2 separate regions of the Hordeum vulgare genome follow, and region 1 is linked to region 2. A link is a contact called in public Hi-C data. All regions are on one chromosome and are shown on one strand. Each heading gives the region's core, a stretch centred on a gene start, on an enhancer-like site or on the middle of the called end of the contact. The rest is flanking DNA. Distances are from core to core; before and after follow the strand shown. Region 1 overlaps LOC123428101 (ferrochelatase-2, chloroplastic). Region 2 overlaps LOC123428060.

The links. A called contact is a pair of places that touch in the nucleus more often than the background predicts.
Region 1: a contact with region 2 is called in a Hi-C map of seedling, with 4 times the contacts expected there. The contact joins two enhancer-like sites. A contact is called at or near these places in 2 of 6 Hi-C or Micro-C datasets (leaf and seedling).

Annotation. Positions count from the first base shown.
Region 1 is chr1H:175,268,056-175,271,809 of MorexV3_pseudomolecules_assembly, reverse strand. LOC123428101 (ferrochelatase-2, chloroplastic) reads left to right here. Exons shown (of 9, transcript XM_045112284.1): 6 at 528-680; 7 at 908-1,008; 8 at 1,135-1,336; 9 at 2,026-2,570. The coding sequence ends at 2,250. Among protein-coding and RNA genes, the nearest start is that of LOC123428101, 18 kb to the left of the region's middle. Within about 2 kb of position 2,184, at least 2 of the 3 cell types and tissues checked have open chromatin away from gene starts, as enhancers often do. A contact at or near this core is called in seedling, where this site is marked.
Region 2 is chr1H:174,572,963-174,576,718 of MorexV3_pseudomolecules_assembly, reverse strand. It overlaps LOC123428060, which reads right to left. Exons shown (of 10, transcript XR_006622477.1): 7 at 3,175-3,756; 8 at 2,221-3,068; 9 at 1,182-1,622; 10 at 892-1,105. Among protein-coding and RNA genes, the nearest start is that of LOC123428060, 9.5 kb to the right of the region's middle. Within about 2 kb of position 2,433, at least 1 of the 3 cell types and tissues checked has open chromatin away from gene starts, as enhancers often do. A contact at or near this core is called in seedling, where this site is marked.

The sequences.
Region 1 (3,754 bases), core at 935-3,434, 700 kb before region 2:
TCTGAAGGAACAACACATATTGGGCAGGATCTATTGGGCCCAATACCTTTGCGAGGTAGATTTGCTATTTTATTGAGCCTAACTTTGAACAGTAGCCATGCAAATACCTTCACCTTGTTGGGAGCTTTGGAAACCCAGATTAGTGCTGCGTTGGGGTCGACGCTATCTTCTGCAATGATCCGTGCATACACATTCTTGGAGAAGGGCAGGCTGTGAGCGATGAACCTTTGGTCTGGCTGATGCTCAAGCCGAAAGTCCTGCAACAAAGAAAGCACCCCATCCAGTTCTACAGCAGTTACCCTAGTATGATAAGCTTCAAGTGAAAATATCTAATAATTGATGAAGATATATCTTAGATTATTCCTATTTTGCATCCATTTATTTTCTTAACTTCAGACAGATCCGTATAATTGATGAAGATATATCTTAGATTATTCCTATTTTGCATCCATTTATTTTCTTAGCCTTTTCAGTTTCTTTGTTCCGATGAATGAAGTATTATACCTGATGGGATATGAGATTTGCAGGTTATGATATTTTTCAGTGCTCATGGAGTTCCTCTGGCATACGTTGAAGAAGCTGGTGATCCGTATAAAGCAGAGATGGAAGAGTGCGTGGATCTTATCATGGAGGAGCTCGAAAAAAGAGGAATGGAAAATCCATGTACACTTGCTTATCAGGTCAATACATCACACGCTGATACCCTGTGTATTTTACGTAAGCAACTACAGTACTCCTTGGCTTTTGCAATCACCATCCAAATGCGGAGCCTATGTAGTGTATATCACTAGTATAACATCCATTTAGTGGTTGCTCCAGTCCAATTACAGCAGCAGATACATGATGGTTAGACTTATTTAAAGTGTTATCTGGCCCTCTAAACTAACATATTGGCATAAATTTCCAGAGCCGAGTGGGACCAGTGGAATGGCTGAAACCCTACACTGACGAGACAATTATTGCTCTTGGGCAGAGAGGGGTAAAGAGCCTTCTAGCAGTTCCCATAAGGTATACTTCTCTTAACTTGCTTTCTGCTGTCGTAATTAAAGTGATACTCTATATGCGTTATGCCCGTTATAAACTAGACTATTTGTTTGATAAGCATGATTGTTTATTCTGGTCTTCTCTCTTCAGTTTTGTCAGCGAACACATTGAGACATTGGAAGAAATCGACGTGGAGTACAAGGAGCTGGCTTTACAATCTGGTATAAAGCACTGGGGACGAGTTCCTGCTTTAGGTTGTGAGCCCACATTCATTTCAGATCTTGCGGATGCTGTTATTGAAAGCCTGCCTTATGTTGGCGCAATGGCAGTTTCCAACCTTGAGGCTCGGCAGGTAACAAGTATCACAGGACATGCAAAATGCATTTTATTTGTGTTTTATAGTTTAATCAATCATGTCACTTTCCAATATTCTAATATGCATGTGTTTTTTTCAACCTCGAGGTAAAACTTAAAACACAGGCTTGGTGATTCAGTGAGCTTATATGACTCAGAATATACTGGTGCAAATTGGAGCTGATTTTGTTTAACTAGTACTCCCTCCGTCCTACGTATAATATAAGATGTTACTACAACTAATATATGAGTACATTGGTTGTAAATAATAAAACATAAGAATATATGAGTAGCATTAAAACTTAAGAACAAATATTGAATTAAGGTCAGCAGAAAATAAGTAATGTTAAAATTGTTTAAACGCAAGTGACATGCAAAAACACGTCCTAGATGGAACACCCCTCATATGAAAATCTGACTGGTCAAAGCGCTGATCACTTGGACTTCCGTGGTCAGCGTAGTAGTGATTCATTGAACGATTTCCTAAATAATTGAACTTCCTGTAATGCTTAAATCTTTGAAGTAATAATAAAGCGCCCCTTTTTGAAAATAATAATTGAACTTCCAGTAGTTTGTAAATCTGAAGGAATTGGCGTTGAGTAGTGCAATTTTCAATTTAATCAAGAAGCAAACTTACACTCTTTCACAGTAGAATTTCCAGTGAAATATGGTGAATTATCTTTGCAGTCACTGGTGCCACTTGGAAGCGTGGAGGAGCTGCTAGCAGCGTACGACTCGAAGCGCGACATGCTGCCTCCTCCGGTGATTGTGTGGGAGTGGGGCTGGACGAAGAGTGCCGAGACATGGAATGGACGTGCTGCTATGCTGGCCGTGTTGGCTCTCCTGGTGCTGGAGGTAACAACCGGACAGGGGCTCTTGCACCAGTGGGGTATCTTGCCACCTCTCCCTTGATAAGCGGGGATGGATGGATGGATTTCAGGTCTCCCCTTGAGGGGATCTGATGGTAATTTTGGTTCATTTGGGAATGTCCTGATGCTATATATGATGATGGATCGATTTGCCTTACGCCAAGAAAGGAAAGTATGGACTGAATTTACCGGTGTAAATATGCTAGACTCAAGAGAGCTTTACAATAGGTAAACGTTTCTGGCCGGTGCGCCGGCCGAACCGTTCGGCCGGCCACGCAAATCGCTGATTAGGCATACAATTTTTTTCGTCTAAATTTGTTGCAACTAACGCTCATATTTGCTACAAGCGTTTTTTATTTGCTACATTTGTTCAGTAAAAAAGCTGCATATACGTTTGGTTGCAACTCCAGTTCGTCGGATTTTTCGTTACAATCGGTGTTTAATTACTTTGCTACAACCGTGTTAATTTTTGCTACAACCAACATCATTATTTGCTGCAATCGTTCAGTAAAAAAGTTGCATCCACGTTCGTGAGAGTTGCAACCAGAGTTTATCGGATTACTTTGTTATAACCTTTTTTTTGTTTTGTTATCACGCATCATCAACGTCGTTTTTTTTCTACGATCACGTTGATATTTTTCTGCTATAATCATATTTTCGTTGCAACCATATGAAAATTTATTGCATTGAAAAATATTTATTGCATGGATAGATCTAACAATACGAACGTGCGACAGCTGACGACCGAAACTTTCGGCCCGCGCAGAGCACAGTCGAATCGTTGGCTACAAGATCATGCGCAAGGCCTGGAGCCTCACCCTGCCAAACGTATTTATTTTCTTGAAAAGTGAGCGCCCCTGGTTTGTGCATGAGTGATGCACGCCCTTTAATAAACTCAAATGATTAAAGGAAAAATCTAATCTGTAATGTGCACACCGCTGCGTTTAGATGCGGCGGCTCTCCATCCACGTCTGATTTGTTTTTTCTTTTATTTTTTGAAGCCAAAGGTGATTTTTTAACATGTGATTAGGTGGTGTAATTTTTTCTATTTCACGGTACACACTGTGCTATAGCCAAAGGAAACACTTCCTCTCAGTAGGCTGATAGAAAGCATTTCTCAGACGCGCCGAACACCGTTGATTCCTATTTAATCCCACGGTCAATATTTCTGCTAATTTAATCTATCGTAATTAGCTCCTCGTAAATCTTGCTAGCTTACCTACCACGCGAGTAAATCCCGCCAACCGACGAGCCTATTCCCACGTCTCATCTCAAGGGTGCTCATCTCTAGGCTTGCCGAGCTCGGCTAACCTATCGCCGGTGCCTAGCCTTACCTCTGTCTCCTCTACAGGCGCAGCTACATCGTCTAGCACCCATCTGCTTCGTTGCCCCGGCGGTGCTCAGCTGCTCCACATTACGGCTGCAACGTCCCGCCCTCATCTTCGTCGCCCATGTTAGAGATCAACTAATCTCCATCGCCGGCCTGGTTCCTCACGAGAAACTTGCCACACCACCATCACTCCCACCATGCTCTTAAGCCGCTTCGG
Region 2 (3,756 bases), core at 1,184-3,683:
CATGGACTGGTGTTGGAGTTCAAGGCAACGCGTTGCGTGACCATATGCCAGCGGTAGTCCTGCACCCCCGTGCGGCACGCACGCTAGTTCCGCGTTGCCCTGAACGAGACCAACCGTGAAATTTCTCGAGAGCGTGCTCGCGTGCCACACACGGGCCTACCTCAACGTGAAATCGCTCCGCCGTAGAGCGTGCTAATGACGTGTTGAAGAAAAACGAGAGGACAAATAATGGAAAACCATCTCTTTTTTATCAGTCCGATACATATATGTACATCTAGTAGGGATGTGTTGTTTCAAAGAGACACAACTGGACATCGGTTGGTTGTAAAGAGAGAGAGGCAAGAGTCACATCCCTTCCGAAGGGTAAGGATATGTACAATAGTTGATAAGATAGCCATATCTTAAGTCCTGCATGTAATTTAAAGATGACAAAAAAATGTCTTATAATGGGTCACCTCTTAGCCTTAACTTCAATATCTAGTTATTCCTAAAAAACATGATGAGACATGTTAAAAGATCACATCTTAGTTCTCTCTTAAATAAGAGAAGACAAATATTTTCTTATGAATTCTCTCTTCTCCACCTCATCATTTATCCTACATGACCACATAATTTTGACCCATGACCACATAATTTCGACGAAGGGGTCGTTCCCTCCTCTCCACACAGATCCGCCCCCTCCCCGGTGGTGATTCTCACTTACCGTCAGCTACGCGATATTTGGTGACATATTTTTCAGATTGATTCAACAGCAACTACTACAGCTCCGGGGTATAGAAGCCACCACCGTCGGCTACACGATATTTGGTGACATATTTTTCAGATTGATTCAACAGCAACTACTACAGCTCCGGGGTATAGAAGCGGCGGCACCGACGTGTCAACAGCTCATTCTAGTATCAGATCCTTTCGTCAAAAAAATATTCATAATCCGTGTTACATCGCGAATTGATATAATCACAATTTGCAGCATGTTTGACTTCAAGTACAAGAAAAGCACTCCAGCTTGGACGTAAGGTATTCCTGGGGGCATTCATGCATCACACCAAGCTGGCAAAGTACTCTTTTCATCAACAGGATCAAAACCAACTGAACAGGAAACACCCTGAATGAAAAGAGGAATTAAATGGAGAACCAGCAAATCTGATAACCCAAGAAACAAAAGAACATTTTGAGCATACCTGAGATCTTCATTGACCACCACCGTCCAGCAGCATCCGGCCAGGACCGAAGTCATAGCCCTCAGCATTCTGAAATTCTGCAGGACAGGTTGTGATACAGTACAGTACAAGACCAAGAAGAAAGACCAAGAGCAAGAGCAGTACAGTACAACACAGGCCTGCGAAATTCCGAACAAGCAAATATGATTCAGACAAAAAATAATAAGGGCCACCTTATGCTAACCTGACACTTCACAGGACCACCACCGAAGCAGCAGCATTCCACGCTAAGACTCCGCTTGAAATCCGTGTATTTTTCTACACCGGTATTTAATTTACAGGAGGTTTGTATCTTTTACAGGTGTAAAGCGATGAAAAACAACAATCCAATCAGGGCCTAAGATGTGTCCTCAGTGTTTTAAAGATCCTCAGGACAGATTGTGGAACATCATCAGGTATACCCTGCATATAGAACATGAACAAGATAAGTACATGCCTGTAAACTCAAGAACCAGCAAATCTGATTCAAAAAAGAAAAACAAGGGCTGGCTTATGCTAACATGGGATCTCAGATATCGGACAAAAAAAACAAAAGGATCCAAACAGAACTTCCACAAAGTCCAAACCATGTACTACGTCACCCTGGTTGGAATTTTACATCAATGATTCCAACCAAACACCATGCAGAAAGTCTACACACAAAAAAAGCAGCACAACTGACACCAGATCATTTCAAAGAGCACAAGCTATACCACAGATCAACATAGAAGTACAATAATCAACAAGATACAAAACAGGTAAGAACATAAACTGAACACATGGTACCATCATCCAACAACATAAAAAATCATTCAACAATCTCAAAATAACTGACAGATAACAAAGCAACTGAATGAAAAAATGATTTTCTTTTCTAGATGTGGACTTTGTACACAGAGGGAGCTTATGTCATATGTTACAGAAGCCCTGCCTATGTTAGCAACACTGATTCTACAGGGGCATATCAAGCAACGCATGTTTGCAGCTAGCAGCAATCTTGCGGTAAAGCTTGAAACCTAACCTGCTCTAGGGCCAGTGAGATTTATCTCTACTGGCATGTCTCAAAATGGAAATGCCCATGCGCATGTATTTATATCTATGAGAAAGACAGTATCCTGTTAAGCACTAAAGCAAGTATTGCAATCCCAGAAAGAAACCATCCAGCTGCAGCCTTGTGGAAGTCTAGTTATATAATCAGACCGAATGTGTTCTGCACAATTGCAGTAGACTATGGACCTGAGGCAGTCTTTCTTTGTTCCATAATCTGAACCGCCCAACAGAGCGCCATCTGATGATCTGATTGGCCTGCCGTCAATGGCCTATTGTTGCAACATGCCATCCAAACGCCTACCCATTTCACGAGGAATCCTCTCGTTGTGTCAATAGCAATTCCTTCTCCTTAACAAAACCCACCAAGGGTGTACATCTTTCAATAGGTGACGCACACGCAAAGATGAAGATAGCAATGCATTGTCTTCAGACTTCTCGCCTAGAACCATTAGATGAATTCGGCCTCCTGGCCACTCCAAACTGTAAACTTTCTCTAGATCTATCACCAGAGCGTCCCAGGTCATCCAAATTCCGGTAACTGGCATTTCTTGGAACAGAGTTAGCACGCTCTTCCTCATCGGCCTTCATGCCAACCCTGGGGTCCTGAAGCATGTCCAGATGCCTAGGTCTTGGTCCACCTGTCCTCAAGTTCCTAATGTTGTTTGAAGAATTCCTTCCTGGAGTGTTGGAAGAGATCTTCATGGCCAGAAAGTCCTTGGGGATGCTATCCAAGTCCATGAAGCATTTCCTGGCCTTTGCGTCTGCTACCAGCGCCGCCCAGTCCTCTGACTGCATGAGAGCACTGGCATTACCAACAACCTAGAAAACGACGAATAACTATTAGTACAGTAGCATTTGATCAGAGCATGTTTGAAGTAGTAGTACAGTGGTCCTGATGCATTTTTTTAAGGAGGACAGACCATACCCATAGAGCTCTCCTAGCTCGAGTAAGAGCAACATTCATGCGCCGTATATCTGCAACAAAACCCACACCATGATTTGAAGCACGGACACATGACATGATAATCACATCACGCTCCTGGCCTTGAAAAGCATCTACTGTATTTATGTAGATATCTTTCCCTTCCTCAGTATTCATGACCTCCTCAAATTCCCGCTGAAGACACTTCAACTGCAACTTATATGGAGTGATTATACCAACAGATGCCTTCTTACCACCATTAACTTTCACAAGTTTCTGAAGATGCTCATATAAACGCAATGCAAACTGAGCTTCATGAACATTCTGGTATGAAGATGATCCCCCTCTATGAGACTCACGACCATGTGAGATGTCATAAAAAATGTAAGGTGCCATTAATGCATCTTTGTAATACACCTCATCAGGCAGTTTGACAACGCTTTCACTGTCTGTAAGGCAGCCTTGATAGAAGTATCGTGATGGAAACTCTCGGATCTGGGGATGCATCCGATATTGCACTGACAACAAAATGGTAGGGCAACCAGCCTGCTGAAACCTCTCAAAAAGGCTCCTGCTATAGAGTAA